Regions from separate parts of the Mus musculus genome. Here region 2 is linked to region 1. A link is a contact called in public HiChIP or PLAC-seq data. All regions are on one chromosome and are shown on one strand. Each heading gives the region's core, a stretch centred on a gene start, on an enhancer-like site or on the middle of the called end of the contact. The rest is flanking DNA. Distances are from core to core; before and after follow the strand shown.

Region 1 (7,722 bases), core at 2,866-5,365:
ATTTTTAACACAAATTCCCAACCCCTTGTTAGACTCCTGGTTTCTTCATCAGGCACAGCACAGAGAGAAGCTCTAGATTAACGATATAGGCAGGAAAGTTGGGGGAGAAATGAAAACCTGTCACCCGTGTCATTATTTCCGCATTAAGCCTGAAGGAGTAGGAGAGGTGTCACTCTCAGCGTCTCTGCGGTTGCCTGAGCTGCATCAGTGTCTGCAGCTGCATGATACAGTCATCAGAGCTCTCTGAAGCACTCACCTCCCCCCCCCCCCCACCTGTGCACCTCTCTCCGTGGAAACAAGGCAATGTTTGTTCAAGCTCAATGGAAAATAGTAGCAAGCGTGATCTCACTTTGCTTTTTCTTTTTAAGGTAACAGCTGATCGCTGGCTTGAGCACTTGGCAAAGAACGAGGTGCCACCCCGAGCTCTGAGCATTTCATTGAACCTTCATAGCAACGGTCCTAGGAGGTGGCAGCTATTATTATCTGCATTTTACAGGTAAAGTATCTGACGCTCTGAGGTTACAGCATCTGCCCAACTAGCAAGAAAGAACTGGAGTTCAAAAGGAAGTCAGGCCATTGACACAAAACGGCCTGTCCTGCCCTTGGTCTCACTGATACTTCATGGAGCATGAGGAAGACCAGTGGAGCCCCTTGAATCTTCCACAGCTGTGCAACCCCATGGCTTCTCCTCTCCTATGGGGAGCATTCGAATCAGTAGCTCAGTCCAGAGGCATCCGTAGCCAGTGTTGCAAGCCAGGCCTCAAGGCCTCCTATCTCCAATGTGCCAGAAGCATGCCTGTCACCAAGGAAAGTTTTACCTTTAAAGATGAAGCAGGATATGAATGCACTTTTTAGAAGAAATGGCTTAAATCCACAGTAAGTTATCTGCCACTTGTGTGGAGCCCCATCTGGGTATGATCTGGCTGAAAGGAACTTGAGAAAAAAAGAGAAAGAACAGCTAGGTCTAAATAGAAAAAGGCTGGACCAGGAAAGGGGTTTACAAACACAGGTGTGGATGGAAGTCAATCAGAACCTACCAAATTTCTGACTATCCATTGGTCCATACCCATAGAACCCCAACCTACTCCTCCCCATTTGAAGGCGAACACCAAAACCCAGATCCCACCTGGCATCCTGGAATCCTGGCTTCCTGTGATATGAGTGGTTGCTCACACTGAAATGCTTCACACGATGACTGATGTCAACCATTACTTCTCTGGTGCTCTTGCTAGGACCATGCTTTGCTGGGCACCAAGGAAAGAGCAATCCTCCCACCTAGCCCAGAACATGAAAACCTCAGCCGAAGGTGAGCTGCTCTGCCCAATGGTCCATTCAAACATTATCCAAGGGTCCCACAGAGTCAGGGGCTATTGATTCTCTGAGAGGCTTTAAGAGCTGACAGGGAAATTAAAAGTGTCAAGCTTTGTCTAGCAATATAAGAGTAATCTTATTACATATTTTAAGGCATAAAAATCAAGTGAATGCCAATAAGATATTTGTAAAAGTTTATTTGATGTCTGTCTTCCACCTTAGAGCCTAGTTAAAGGTAACTCAGCCCAAGAACTGCTCCAGCCCCGATGCACAAGGCCTGCCACTGAAGGGCCCGTCATGGTGTGGAACGATGAACGAAATGCGTATTTGTTACTGGAAGCGCATTCTGACCTCCTCTCAGCTCCTGAGACCTTGTGTGTTCAGTCAGAAGAATTCAGGTAAGACCCAAGGCACTCAGAAGGTGGACTTTATTATGGAGTAAAGTGGGGTACCTTTAAGTGATAGGAGTTGGTAGTGTTCAAAAGGAGCCACTGTGGAGGAAAGGGTGTGAGAACTGACAATAGTCAGAGAGACCATTGTGCTAACCCACATTCTGAGGGAGACTTTATACTAGGAAGAGACAGCTTTCATGAAGGGGACATCCAGTCCAGGTGATCAGCAAGTGTCCTTAGATTAGCTCTATAAGGGAGGAAACAGTGTCGTGTTTGTTACAAGGGAACCTGCTAGATTATCATCTTAGGATCTTTTCAGTAGTTTAGAATGTCATGTCTCTACCCAGGGCCAGAAATGCAACTCACATCCTATTCTTTGGCCCTAAATCATACAACAGGCCATATTTTAAAGAATTTAAAAGCAGGAAAATCTATACAAATTTATTTCCTATGTTCCTTAATGGACTTTAACAAAGTCCAGCTCCCTCTGCCTTCCTCCACGTTGTATGCTATTTTAAATGTTAAGTAGCCGCAGCTCTTACACTGCCTCCATTTTTTTCACATGGCATTTCAGACTCTAATAAGAGGCAGCCATGATAGATTCCTCTTCACTAAAATGACTGTGTTACCAGGGAAACAGGAGACAAGGTCCAGAGTTAATGATGAGGGAGGGGTCCAACTTCAGTGACCTAAAAGCTCGCTCTTTTTTAACTAGCTACGTACCACGTGGACCTTCTTTTTTAACATAGTAAAGTGTGAAGGGGAGAGAAGAGATGTCTCTGAATAAAGAAGCAAACATCAAGGAGGCAAGCTGAACAATCTTCTAAAGAGGTGGAGACTGGTAGCCCCGGGGCTGAATCGCTCTGAGCTGGATAGGAAGGAGTGCGCCTACTCACTGGAACTCAGCTTCATTCTGAAGGAAAGCACAATCTCTCCCCTACACAGGTATCCAGTAGTCCTGGTGTGGCCCTGATTGGCAGGAGAGGTGTATGTGGGTGGGTACATTCTATTCAATTCAGGACGTTCACCCAGCATCCTGCACACAGGTAGCCAGAGTCTACACCCAAGAGTGAGGTAGGCCATTGCACAGCTCCAGAGCCACCATTTATAGGTGTACAGCTACTTTCGAGAGCCTCACAAATACCCTTCGAGTTGTATATGACCCCTAGCTTTATAGACTAACCCACTGAATTAGTAAACAGCTCAATGGGTAAAGGATGCTATATTCCTTTCTCACTGTATCAATTGCATTGTCTCGGTTTTGTTTCCTTCATCCTGAATTCATCTGCCTCCAGTCTCCTACTTAGCAGGAGCCATCTTAGCATGGAGGATGAGTCTCTCTGTGAGTAGCCCCCAGATTGTCCTGCTCGGTGTCATCTCTTGGGATTCCCACTTCTGTTCTGGGGCCCAGCCATATCATCAAATTCACAGTGTCATTTCTCCTGGTGTAGATGTGCACACATTGTTCCTATAACCATAAATAGTGGTCAAGTATTTTGTGGATACTCCTTTATTGGAATTTGTCTCGTGGTTTTTTTTTTATCATCATCACCACCACACTGATCAATGAATTGCCATACTGTTCATCTAAAGTTGAGGATAAATTATACTAACATGTTTTATCAAAATTAATAGAGATCTGGCTGAAGTAGCATTTGCATCTTCTCTACTGTCAGACCACCATCTCTCCTCTCTGTCCTCCCTACTGTGTTCTTTGGAAGGACAGCATCATCATAGTTCATAACCAATAGATAGAGTGTATGTCCCGCCTCCTTAAAAGGGGACATCTATTCAAGTTATTAAAATCAAAATTTGAAAGCATTTATGTCCTCTTAAAAACCAGTTTTCGCCAGGCGTGGTGGCGCATGCCTTTAGTCCCAGCATTCGGGAAGCAGAGGCAGGTGGATTTCTGAGTTCGAGGCCAGCCTGGTCTACAGAGTGAGTTCCAGGACAGCCAGGGCTACACAGAGAAACCCTGTCTTGAAAAAACAAACAAACAAACAAAAAACAAACAAAAAAACCCAAAAAACCCAGTTTCACTCACAGTAGACCTCTTTGACTTCCTTAGTCAATAAAACTAGTGTCAAAAAAGAAAGTATTTCATTCTGTTTTTACATTTCTTTGGGAGAACTTACCTTACATCTGAATTTTTCTGTTATATTTTAAACATGCAGTTGGTAGTCTTTCTCTACTATCTACAGAAAATAAGGAATGTCTGTTTTGTGTAAGGATGAACATAGCCTTGAAAGATTAGTAAGCACTGAACACTGGTGTGGTCATGCAAGACCATGTGCGTTACATGTCTGCCTAGGAAAGGTATAAAAGAAGTTTGATCTGATCATATGAGGACAGTTCACCTTCAAGGGTGTGTTCTTCAACTCCCTCAGGCCCCATTCCAGCAGGAGTTAATGTTTGATAGTCACAATCCAAGCAAGGACAATGGCTTTTCTCTACAGTGCCTTCAACGTCTGTCCTTTAGTTAATATAAACACAGAGTTTGGCTTTGCCTAGCACTGATTCAGCAAGACTTTAGATTAACCATCGTTTGATTAAAAAAAAAATACTGTGTTTATAAAGTCTATGTGTTGTAAAAAACAGAGCAGCCTACTACAAACAAAAGAAAGTGTCCCACCCACTGAAATCAGTCGGGCAAGAATGCAGCCAGCCTCATCCAGCTGATAACAAGCTTGGTCTGGTGGTTTCACTGCATTCTGGGGACCTCTTTCCCAGGTTTATTTGGGTATGGGTACAGCTTCACCCAAGATCCTTTTAACTTAATAACAACCTGTTTTATCTTTAGTCATCCTTAACAACTAAACAGTTAAGTCATGGCTCAATGGCCTGAATTTGATCCTTGGAATTTCCCTAAAAATGTTTTCTCTGGAACAGAATTTCCCTGAGAGAAAAGGAAGAAAAGCAATGAATTCACACATTGTTTTTAACAATATCTGTATCGGTCAGGAAAAGGAGTGAATAAACCTAGGAGTTAAACTTATTTCAGAGTGAATGGTCTGGTACTTAGGGGCGTGGCATGGCAGACAGAGTAAGTGACATCAGAGCTTCCTTCTGTCCTGGTCATTTCACCCGATTCAGAAGTGGCCGTCTACGTGGCATTTTATGGCCACAGATGATTTCCCACGTCTGCACAGATGATACCAAATGGCACCTCAAGGGACACGGGACATCTGGCATGTGGCACCAACAACAGCAGAGGTTCATGAGCAAGAAAACAGAGCAGACATGAAGAACCAAGATGGCTGAGCGTGGGAAAGGTGTGGAGAATTGGTTTTAGTTTTCGATAAAAGATGAGTCTAGAGTGTAAGTAGTTATACACACAAATTTATCGTAGTTATAAACACTATGGGTCACTGGTTAGCGCTGCATGAGGGGAATGCAAATACTCTTTGTTTTTCTCTTGCACTCAGCTGTACTCTGAGAGTTTTCCTAATTAATCTTTATTTAGTGGTGTAAGTCAGTACACTTCTCCCTCTCCTGTTGAATTTTCTTTCTCTTCCCACTCGATAAATGTAACATCGCCATTCTCTCTTTGCATCCAAGTGGAAGGAACTCAGACTCACTTGATACGGTGTCTGAGAGGTGCTGGGATTGACTGAAGGCCACAGGAAAAAAAGAAAAATTCCATTTTTTTTTCTAGAAGAATTTTTAAAGGCCCCTGAAGGTTTATATAACAATCTGGCAAGTCCCCAGGCTGTTCTATTTACAACATCTGTTATCATTGGTGGTCATAAACATTGCTTTTTTTTTTTCCCAAGCGAAAAGAGAAGTATGCAGTACTTGCTGATTAATTCACATATCTAAAAGCCTTGAACAGATAAAGTCTATCCAAGCCCCTTGGGAGGGATTGAGGGGAAACGTGTGCGTTTAGCAGGCAAATGTTCTCGTGTTCAGTGCTTGAGCACTTCTAGCTGAGAGGGTTTACAGTATCCTGTCTGATCATATGGGGAACCAATGAATGATGCTGTCAGTCACAGCAGAGGGGTGTGCTTGTCACACTTAGTTACTTCTCAAGGCCATCCTGGGGCCAAGGGCAGCTAGACAAGGTACGGCTATGAGTAGAGCGTTTGAGGGCGCAGGGAAAGAGACCCAGATCTGACTGGAACCAATTCTCAACTTTCCCAAGGGAAACTCCTTGAGTGTGGCAAGACGTTAAGCACATTGGTTCTAGTGCAGAACGCTGGCCCTTACTACTTGTAAGAACCTGTCAAAGAGCTGGTTGAAGCACATATCCCTAGACTCGTGTCCAAACATTTGGATTTAGTGAGTCTAGAGTGTGGTGAGGTTTGCTTTTCTAACAAGTTCCAGCTATTGATGAGCCAGCATGTGGATCAACGGCCAGACGGCCTGACCTCCGGCACTGTCTCCACCTCTTACCACAGTCATATGGGTCCCTCAGTCAGCTTCTCCCTGAAATGAGTTAGTGGCTTCCTATTTCAGAATGTTTTGGGGTAGGGTTAGTGAGGGAAGCCATGTAAGCAAGAGAACAAACCTGAAAGCAAGCTCAATACATAAATATTACGTTTGTGAAATACTTTAAATAGCACTCTATCTCACTCTCCAGAATGAAAACCAAAGCTCTGCTAGTCTGAGTAGCTGCCTGTTCATCCCTGAGGGAAGGAGCAGGGAAACAGAGAGAAATTTCTGGGCACCAGGGCCATCTCAGGGCACAAGGCTGAGATGTCCTGCAACCTTGTGCAGACGCTGAACACCCACACAGTCTGAAACTCACGACCTTCACGTAGGAAATGAATCTTTTTAAACAAGTGTGAGAAGCAGATATTGATGAAGTCCGTGCCTCACTTCTGCCAAAGGAAGAGAACACACTGTCCAGGGTCATCAAGATGGGAAGTTGAGGCCGTACTGAACCAGGGCTAGAGCCCTAACTGGGATGCTGGCATTACTCTCTCCCTGCAGGGGAGGAGGGGCTGATGACAGCACACGTACATAGCTCTCCGAGGAGGCCAAGAAGTGCAGTCACAGTCCCAAGCTTCCAACAGGATACTTGGGGTAGCCGAGTTACAGCCAAGATATGTCTGTGTCTGACTGCTGAGAAAGAGAAAAAATTTTAACTTTTGCTTTAATAAAATGCACAATCATGCATTTAAAAAAAAAAAAAAAACAAACCCTCTTTTGAGCCAATAGAACATGATATGGCTTTTGTTTACATTTCGGGAATTGGTTTGGTTTGGTTTGGTTTGGTTTGGTTTGGTTTGGTTTGGTTTGGTTTGGTTTGGTTTGGCTTGGTTTGGTTTGGTTTTTTCTGCAGAGCAGTTGAAAGGGTAATAACACTTAACCCTGCTTTAGCAGTACTTCGATATTGGAAATCAAGAGAAAGGGTGTTCTCCCTGCATCCTCAATAAGCCTGTGCTTTGAGAAACTGGAATACCAGGAGGAACACAGATTCTTGGAACACTGTATTCAAAGCAGATCTGGAAAAAAAATGTTTAAAACTGATGACATTCAAAAGATTCCAATAATACTTACATAATATCAAAACTTGCATTGAAATGTACCAAACTGACAGCTCCATAGACTTCCTATGCTTATTGTACTTCCGTGTGTATAGAGCCTAATAACAAGCTGATAGTGTCATAATTGCCTTGCACAGGTTTGCTGTTACCATTTAGAGTTATTATGATTATTAGGTCCTATGGTAAAATGGTAGCTGATTCAGAACTGAAACTTTCCTGACTATAAAATAAAAAATACTCCTTCAGATCGATTTTAAAAGGACCTGTCATTGAGGGGAAAGAGAAATATTCTGTCAACAAAAGTTTCACTAAATATGGAAAATGGGCTGTTTACAAAGAACCTAATTTGAGAGAGAGAAAGGAAAATTTCTGGACTGCGGCTTGGTGACCACCAGCCTAGCTCTAAGTTCAGGGAAAGTTCCTTTCTCAAAAGATGAAGCCAAGAATGAGAGCAGACCCTCAGCACACGCCCTCAGCCACCAGGCACATATATGCATGGGCCACACACAGAAACATACATAAAGAGACAA
Region 2 (7,722 bases), core at 3,153-5,652, 110 kb after region 1:
GTGTCTGTTCTCGTCTATTCTTGGGTCTGAAATGCTAAGCTTTCTTTGTTCATTCAAGTAGCATTTACTAAGGCTGTGCAGCCCAGGGATCAAACACCGCGATGGGAATAAGTTAAAAACCTCAGCGTGGGAGAAAAGTTCCCAGCTCTGCAGGAGCATGGGGAGGGGGGTGCAGGGAGAGGGGAGGACACACGCTGCCCCCACGTGGGTGGTGAGTGTTAATTCACAGCACAGAAGGCCAGGTTCCACAAAGGCACAGCCTCAGCTCTGAAAGACTCCTCACAGTTCTGAGTGTGCTGAGAAATTCACCAGAAAGCCCCAGCCTTTCCGGTTACTGTTTTTCTTGTATTTGGATGTTCTAACCCTGTCATTACAGTGCTCCTTAATAAGCAATCACAAGAAAAGTACTGTAGAGCCACAAATCCAAATGGAATTGAGATTCTCTGCTTTCAATTCATTTACAGAAAAGTCCAGAAGTGTTCGTTGTAAAAGGCATCAACTGTGTATGAAGTGGTCCAAAAGCCACAAACAAGCCCCTGTGTAGGACGATGTCATCTATTATGGCACGGGCACAAAGCACAGTCCTGTGTCTGCACACTTGGTCCCCAGCTGGTAAGACTGGTTTGGAAGGATGTGAAAATTTCAGGAGGCAAAGCCTGCCTAGCAGAAGCAGGCTACTGAGAGGGATGGAGGACCCCGGGATTTGAGCTTTAGAGCCCTGCCCATCTTCTAAGCCTTGTTCCTCTGCTTCCAACTGGCTATGACATGAGATAGCTAGCTACCACATGCTCTCACTGCTATGGAAGCACCCAGTGCCATGCCTGCCCTGCAGTGATGGACTCTGCCCCCCTCAAATCGTGAGCCAACATAAGCCCTTCCTTCCTAACGTGATCCTTGCCAGATGAAGTGGCTGTTATCCCATTGTACTCTGGCACCTGAGGGGTTTCAGTTTGGTTTGGTTGTTTGTCTTGATTTCCTTACTCTAACAGTACAAACATTAGCACTCACCAATAGCTAAAATGACATAAAGACTGATGGGCCCTAACAAATTTACATATTTGAATATATTCCCCAGAGTTTCTATGTCGAAGTCCAAACATCCCACAGTGATGGTATTTGGCGGGGGCCTCTTGGTGGAGTGGTTCGATCATGAGATAGCCCTCAGGAGCAGAGGGGCTACCATTCCCTGAGGACACGGGAATGCCCGGCCTAGGATCCAGAAGATAGGTCCCCAGCTCCTTCAGCAGTCTCTATCCTGTGTCCTAGAGTGAAGCTCTCCCTCTCCTCGACAAGCTCTCATGTCTTTCTGACTAGAAGAAGCCTCTGGAGGGTAGCAAGCATTGGCTTGAGACACCTCTGTATGCCATCCATGGGGCTCCTGCGGGGCAAATTTCCGCAAGACTCTGGTCTGGGTCGATGGATATCCAGCTAAGGTAATGTAGATCTACACTTGTTGCTTAAATATTTCCCCAGGCTCTTTCTTTTCTGCATGGGTGTGAGGATGCACATGTGCACTGCATGTGTGTGCGTGCCTGTGCATGTATATGGGTGGGTACATGCATATACATACACATGTGTATAAATGTGATATGTTCCAGATTGCCATCAAGTGTCCTCCTTGATTACTCTCCACTTTAATGGCTGAGGAAGGGTCTCTTACTTCGACTCTGGCTAGCCAGCTTGCCCTGGGGATCCCCTGCCATGGCCTCTCCTATTCTGAGATTATAGGCAGCTACCACACTTGCCCAGTTTTTCCTTGGTCTCTGCGGGAATTAACTCCGGTTCTCACACTATCAAGACAACAGCTTTATCCACTGGCCTGTCTCCCCAGCCCTCTTTTACCTCTTTAGGAATATAAAAACATAACCCAAGTCCTTAGCTTTATTTCAGACACGATGTTACACAAAGAGCTGAACTAGGGTCAGGCGTGATGGCTTGTGACTGCAATCCCAGCATTTAGGTGACTGAGGCAGGTGGATCATCATGACTTTCAAGGTTAGCCTGGGCTACAGGCCCTTTCTTGGGGCCTAGGGGAGGAAGAGTCACCTAAACTAAGCATTGGATGCCCAGTTCTGAAAGTGAGTCTGCTATTAAATAATTCAAGACCCCTGGGCACATCCCATTTTGGATCTCTCATTTCTTATCCACAGAGGAGAACTAGAACAAATGACACTAGCACAGTAGCTTCCAGCTCCCCAAATGCTCAGACTCCGAATCCATCGTAAGTCATTTCCTGCTACTTCAGAGAAAGCAGAGAACAATAGGAAAAAAAAAAAAAAAAAGCATGAGTTTGGGATCAGACAAATCGCATCATGCTCTAAAACTGAAGTCAGCCCATCTCTGAAACACCCTCAGCACCATATAGAGATACTATCTAATTCACTGGGTGGGAGTGCAGATTAAATCAGCCGCAAGAGAATGATGATTTGAGTGGTTTGTTTGGAGAAGAGTCTGGGTAAAACAAGTTGTCCTAACTCTGCTTTCCCCGCTGCACTCTTTAAAGGCTTTCAAAGGACCACTTGTGCTAGGAACAGCCTCTACAAACGCAGCATCCAACTTTTTCTTCTTGGTACCTATTTCTGGTTTCAAAGGGAAGCTTTACTTTTCTGTTGCCTTTCTATAAATAGTCCTTGCACTCTTTCTAAGCGTGCTCCTTAAATTATGACCTCATTGCTGCCTTTACAAGGACAGTGGACTGGTTTCCTTACTCTACTTTGTACTCTATAGAACAATGACTCCCAGCTTAGAAACTTAGCCCTCCCAGGAGCCCAGGGAATAGATAAGGTCACTTGTGCTGGTGATACAGCTTAGCAGGCAAAGATGCTCGCCACCAAGCCTGATGACAATCTCAACTTGATCCTCAGAACCCACATGGTAAAAGGTGAGAGCCAATTCCCAAAAGTTGTCCCTCTGACTACCACATATGTATTGAAACATGTGTGCATGTGCACACATACACCTCCCCACCCATGCACCCCACATACAGATAGATAGATAGATAGATAGATAGATAGATAGATAGATAGATAGATAGATGTTTTAAAAAGAAAGAAAAGATAGGTCTACGAGATATGTGTTCAATGCAGGAACAAATGGACAAAGAATGTTGGTGTTAGGGAGGTAGATGCCTCCGGGGGAAAACTCACCTCTCCAATCCTTTCTGTGCTTTGTAATTTGGATAAATTTGCACCAATAGACATATCATCCAGGGTAGAAATAATTTTTGTAATACTTCCCTCACTGGATGGTCTATTTTTTAGTTTGGATCTAAAAATGTCTCCTTGGACCCACAATGATGCTTGTTTTCTGGAAAGAGAGAGAGGATAAAATATTTAAGATAAACAATGGTCATCTTCCCAATGCTATGATATCTTAACAAGAAAGATATTAACAAAATATTTAACAACTAGACTAGAAAGGGGAAATATACCATTACATTTCTAAGTAAACTAAATATTTCTAAATAGATGAGTTTTTTTTTTAAATATGAACAATAGCTCAGAAATCCATCCACACCAGTTCACTAACAAGTCAGGCTCTATCTGTCTTCTATCTTAGAAGCTAACCCTCAAATCGTACTTTTGAAGCCTAGGATATATAAGCCAATGCTGTTAGGATAGCATAGAGTCACAGTTGATCTTCTATACCAGCTGTGAAAACAGGGATTTAAAACAACCTTCGTATTTCTTTCCTTTGTGCAAATGTTTAGAAAAGCGTAGCCTAGGCTCTTAAATGTTGGTATCTTCAAAGCATCCTGCCCTCACTCGTGTATCTTCCCAGCCTTCTACTTCAGGCCGACATGGATCAGAACCCTTATCTGATGCTTGACTCTTATGGGTTTCCAGCAGTAGTAAGAAATAGCAGAGTCCTTGACAGGGAATGTATAGGTCTGGAGACGGCTGATGAATTCATACAGGAAGAAGACCCAGGAACTGTTGCTCTCAGGGAAAGGTTCTGCCTTGTCACGCATTCAGACAAATTCTTCAAATACATGAAACACACAGACAGGAGGATTTAAGAATAAAGACCGAGCTGGACGGCATTGGCCCAAGCCTTGAACACCAGGAGGCAGAGGAAGTTGGAGCTCTGTGAGTTCAAGGCCAGCCTGATCTACAGAGCAAGTTCCAGGACAGCTAGGGCTGCACAGAGAAAAACTGTCTTGAAAAACTTAAAATGGATGGATGGATAGATAGATAGATAGATAGATAGATAGATAGATAGATAGCAGAATCCTTGTCCCTTAAGAAATTCCTACTTTAATAAGGGAGAAGTGAACAGCTGAGATCCAGCACGTTGAGGCCCTGTGACCGAGGCTCAGACAAGATCCAAGGCAAAGGGGCCCAGCCCTATCTAAAGAAATCAGACATTCCCTATGAGCTCAGAAGCCAAGTGTCTGTGTGCACATGCATCCACTCACATGTATGCACATACACACCTTTCTCTTTCTTCTCTGTTTCTCTCTCTCTGTGTGTCTCTCTGCTTATCTCTCTCCTCTCCCTCTCCCTCCCTCCCTCTCTCTCTCTCCCTCTTCCTCTCTCTTTTTCTCTCCTCTTCTCTCTCCCTCCCCCATAAGAAAGGAAGTCTTCCATTAAATACAATGTCATGTTACAAGGCAGCGGTTGCATGTCCCACCTTCTAAAGGTCATGTATGCTGGTGATGGCCAGCCTATACATCCAGGTTTGTAAAGTGCACCAGACGCCAGAATTGCCTACAGATACATTTCTCAGCATGCATTCCTGTCCTTAAACAATGCTGGGCCCTATCTGGAAAGATAAAGCAGGACTCATCCAGCCGAGATCATACCTCACCTCACCCCACTCCACCCCCAAACAAGCACAAGCTAAGGAAACTGCATACAGAACACAGCACTGGCTAATTCGGCTGAGCTTGGGGAAACGTCCTTTCTGATGATGGATCTCAGGTGCCGTGCTAAGATATTTAAATGTGATGCCCCAAATGCAGACATTGTGGTAGCGTCTTTAGGGATTTAAGAGAAAACAAAATGAAGTGGGAACAAAGGCTAAAGGAACTAAAGTGAAAAGGAATGTCAAATTCAACCATAGGTTATGAGCTGAAGAGCCGGCGCGTGCTGACAGCCCTAGGGTGAAAATTGCCAAGTGACAACTTCCACTTGCTTGGTTTCAAAGACTCAACCTGCCCCGTCTCTGGAAAGACTTGATCTAAACCTGAATATTAAAGATGAATAAGGTGTCAGAGCTGAAGCAAGTGTTGCTAAGCAATGATGTACGCAACTGCTTCTTGAGCAAAAGGAAGCGGCCTTTCACATAGAGAGATACCTAGCCACAGACGACATTCATCGCAGCAGCTTCTGTAGCACTGTCTGTCTCGCCTTAAAAGCCTCCTCTCAAACAAAAGAAGTAAAATGTGTCTTCTAAAGCATTTAACGTTGAAAACTTGGTTCTTGTAAAGCTAACACATCTATTGAAAGCCAATCTTCCAACATTATAGCACATTTTCCAAGAGCAAGAAATGGCTGGCCCTTCACTAAAAGATGCCGTGCTTGGGAGCAGCAACAGGAAGAGACTTGTCTCCATCTGGATGCAGCCTTTTGGGAGACGTGGCCAGGGTTGGGGTGATTGTGTGGGGCCACATCCTAGCCCAAATTAGTCAGATTTCAGCTAGACCTATGTGCCATATAAAAAATAACTAAGTAATTTGGCTTTAATATGAGCCAATGTGTAGTTAGTTTGGATGTTTCTTTGTAAATATCTGCTTTTAGTACAACTCAAGTCAGATGCGCCATTCTAAATATCTGTGGTTTTGCGTGCGGGAGACACTGTGCAGTTGCTTCTATGTGAGGCTCACTTGTTCTCCCTCAGCTCCTTAAAGGGAGCTATCACTGCATTACAGGATACTGTCTCTTCATTGTTATCTTCAGGCTTTCCACCCAAGACACTGCTTGCCAGGATGAACCAACCTTGACCCCAGTGTTCATCAAAAGCCATCATTTGGTCATTTGATATAGAAACTGAACCCATTTTCTCCTAAGCGTGTACATGTATATGGTATGGTAGGGTGTGGTATGGCATGTGTGTGTGTGTATGTGTGTGTGTGTGTGTTGTGCGTACATGTGTTATATGTTGTATATGTGTATGTGCACATGTATTTGTGTATATGAGTGTGTGTATGCATTTGTTTGTGTGCATGTGTTGTGTGTACATGTTTGTACATGTGTGTTGTGTGTATACATGGGCATGTGTGTGTGCCCATGTGAGCATGTGGAGACCTGAAGTTGTGATCAGAAGGCTTCTTCAGTCACCCTCCACTTTACATGCTAAGGCAGTTTCTTGGATGAGCCCAGAGCTCACAGACAAGCTAATCTTGTTAGCCGTCTTGCCTCGGGGGACTGATACCCTGCCTCTGCCTCCCAGATATAAAGATTACAGACAGGCCAAAGGGTCTATCAGGCTCTTACATGGGTTCTGAGGACCTAACCTCTGGTTGTCATGGCCACATGGCAAGTGCTTTATATCCTGAACCATCTCCCCAGCTGCCTAACCCATTTTATAGTTTGGTCTAGCAATGACCAGAGGACCAATCTTCTCTGTGTACTTCCTACTCATGTCTCAGAGCTATGACAGACACACGGGTAACTCCTAGCTTAGGGCACTCACTAGTGAAACACTTGAACAATATCAAAATGGCAGATACCAAGAGGCAGAGAGTGTGAGAAAAGGTATTCAGAAAGTCACACATAATGGGAGACCACGTGGAAGATTGTGTAGGATTTCTGATGGTATACGGGAAGGCTTTTAATCCTGAAGTGCACAAGGAAATTACTAGAAGGGGAAAATCATTTAAAAGACTCAGGTAGATAAATCTACTTTTAGGTACAGAATTTCTATGATCAGCTTTTAGACCATCTGTGTGTCTGGCCAAAATGTACACTTTATAATCTAGCACAATACTCTTTCAACTCTTTCCATATCTGGCCATTTGAGGACACAGAGCATTGTATGACTGCATAAAAGACCAGCATGCATTGCAGGTGGAGATGTAGTGTGGAGCAGCTGTTGCGGAAAAAGAACTTGGCAGTGCCTCCAAAAGCTACACAGAGAATTCCACATCATCTAACGGCACTAAAAGAACTGAACACAGACCCTCACTGCTCACCGTATCCCAAAGTGGGGAACAACTCAAGTGCCCATTAACAAGTTAATGCATAAACAAACTACAGAGGAATAGTATTCAGGAATTAAAGGGAATCAAGGGACTGGCGGTATAGCTACATTATAGAGGGCTTGCCTTACATGCAAAAGACCTGAGTTCAATCCCTTCAATACAAAAAGAAAACAAAGGAAGGGTATCAAGACTGAGCTACACATTTGACATGTATATTTGACTATTATGATGTGGGTGAACATGAAAATACTCAAAGTAAAATAAGTCAGACATGATATGAGATACCTAAGACTATGAATATTTGGTATACTTGAGGACACCAGGAACTAGGAGAAGGGGTCAGTGGAGGTTTTATGTTTAATAGGTATGAACTTTTTATCTGAATGATTAAAAAATATTCCACAAAGAGTGGGGAGGGCTACAGAACATTGTGAATATATTTAAGATTAACAAACTGTACATCTAAACAAATTTTAATTTTATAACTTATTACAAAAAAATCCAAACTTTGATCTAATGTAATTGATACAAGTATTTCAAGGTAAGTTTCTTATTCGAATTATTAATTACTGTTAACA

Evidence for each region. HiChIP or PLAC-seq counts read pairs in DNA pulled down with a chosen protein or histone mark.
Region 2: an H3K27ac HiChIP or PLAC-seq map of extraembryonic endoderm stem cells shows a contact between it and region 1. The contact joins two enhancer-like sites. A contact is called at or near these places in 3 of 484 Hi-C or Micro-C datasets (the C3H10T1/2 cell line, cortical neurons and liver) and 1 of 115 datasets of contacts at active chromatin or transcription factors (extraembryonic endoderm stem cells).

The regions. Positions count from the first base shown.
Region 1 is chr3:116,200,011-116,207,732 of GRCm38.p6, forward strand. It overlaps Gm31651 (a long non-coding RNA gene), which reads left to right. Exons shown (of 4, transcript XR_375977.2): 2 at 369-496; 3 at 1,534-1,709; 4 at 2,419-3,580. Among named protein-coding and RNA genes, the nearest start is that of Gm31651, 5.7 kb to the left of the region's middle. Within about 2 kb of position 4,116, at least 37 of the 459 cell types and tissues checked have an H3K27ac peak or open chromatin away from gene starts, as enhancers often do. A contact at or near this core is called in extraembryonic endoderm stem cells, where this site is marked.
Region 2 is chr3:116,304,994-116,312,715 of GRCm38.p6, forward strand. Cdc14a (CDC14 cell division cycle 14A) reads right to left here. Exons shown (of 16, transcript NM_001080818.2): 11 at 3,147-3,306. Among named protein-coding and RNA genes, the nearest start is that of Gm46839, 51 kb to the left of the region's middle. Within about 2 kb of position 4,403, at least 6 of the 459 cell types and tissues checked have an H3K27ac peak or open chromatin away from gene starts, as enhancers often do. A contact at or near this core is called in extraembryonic endoderm stem cells, where this site is marked.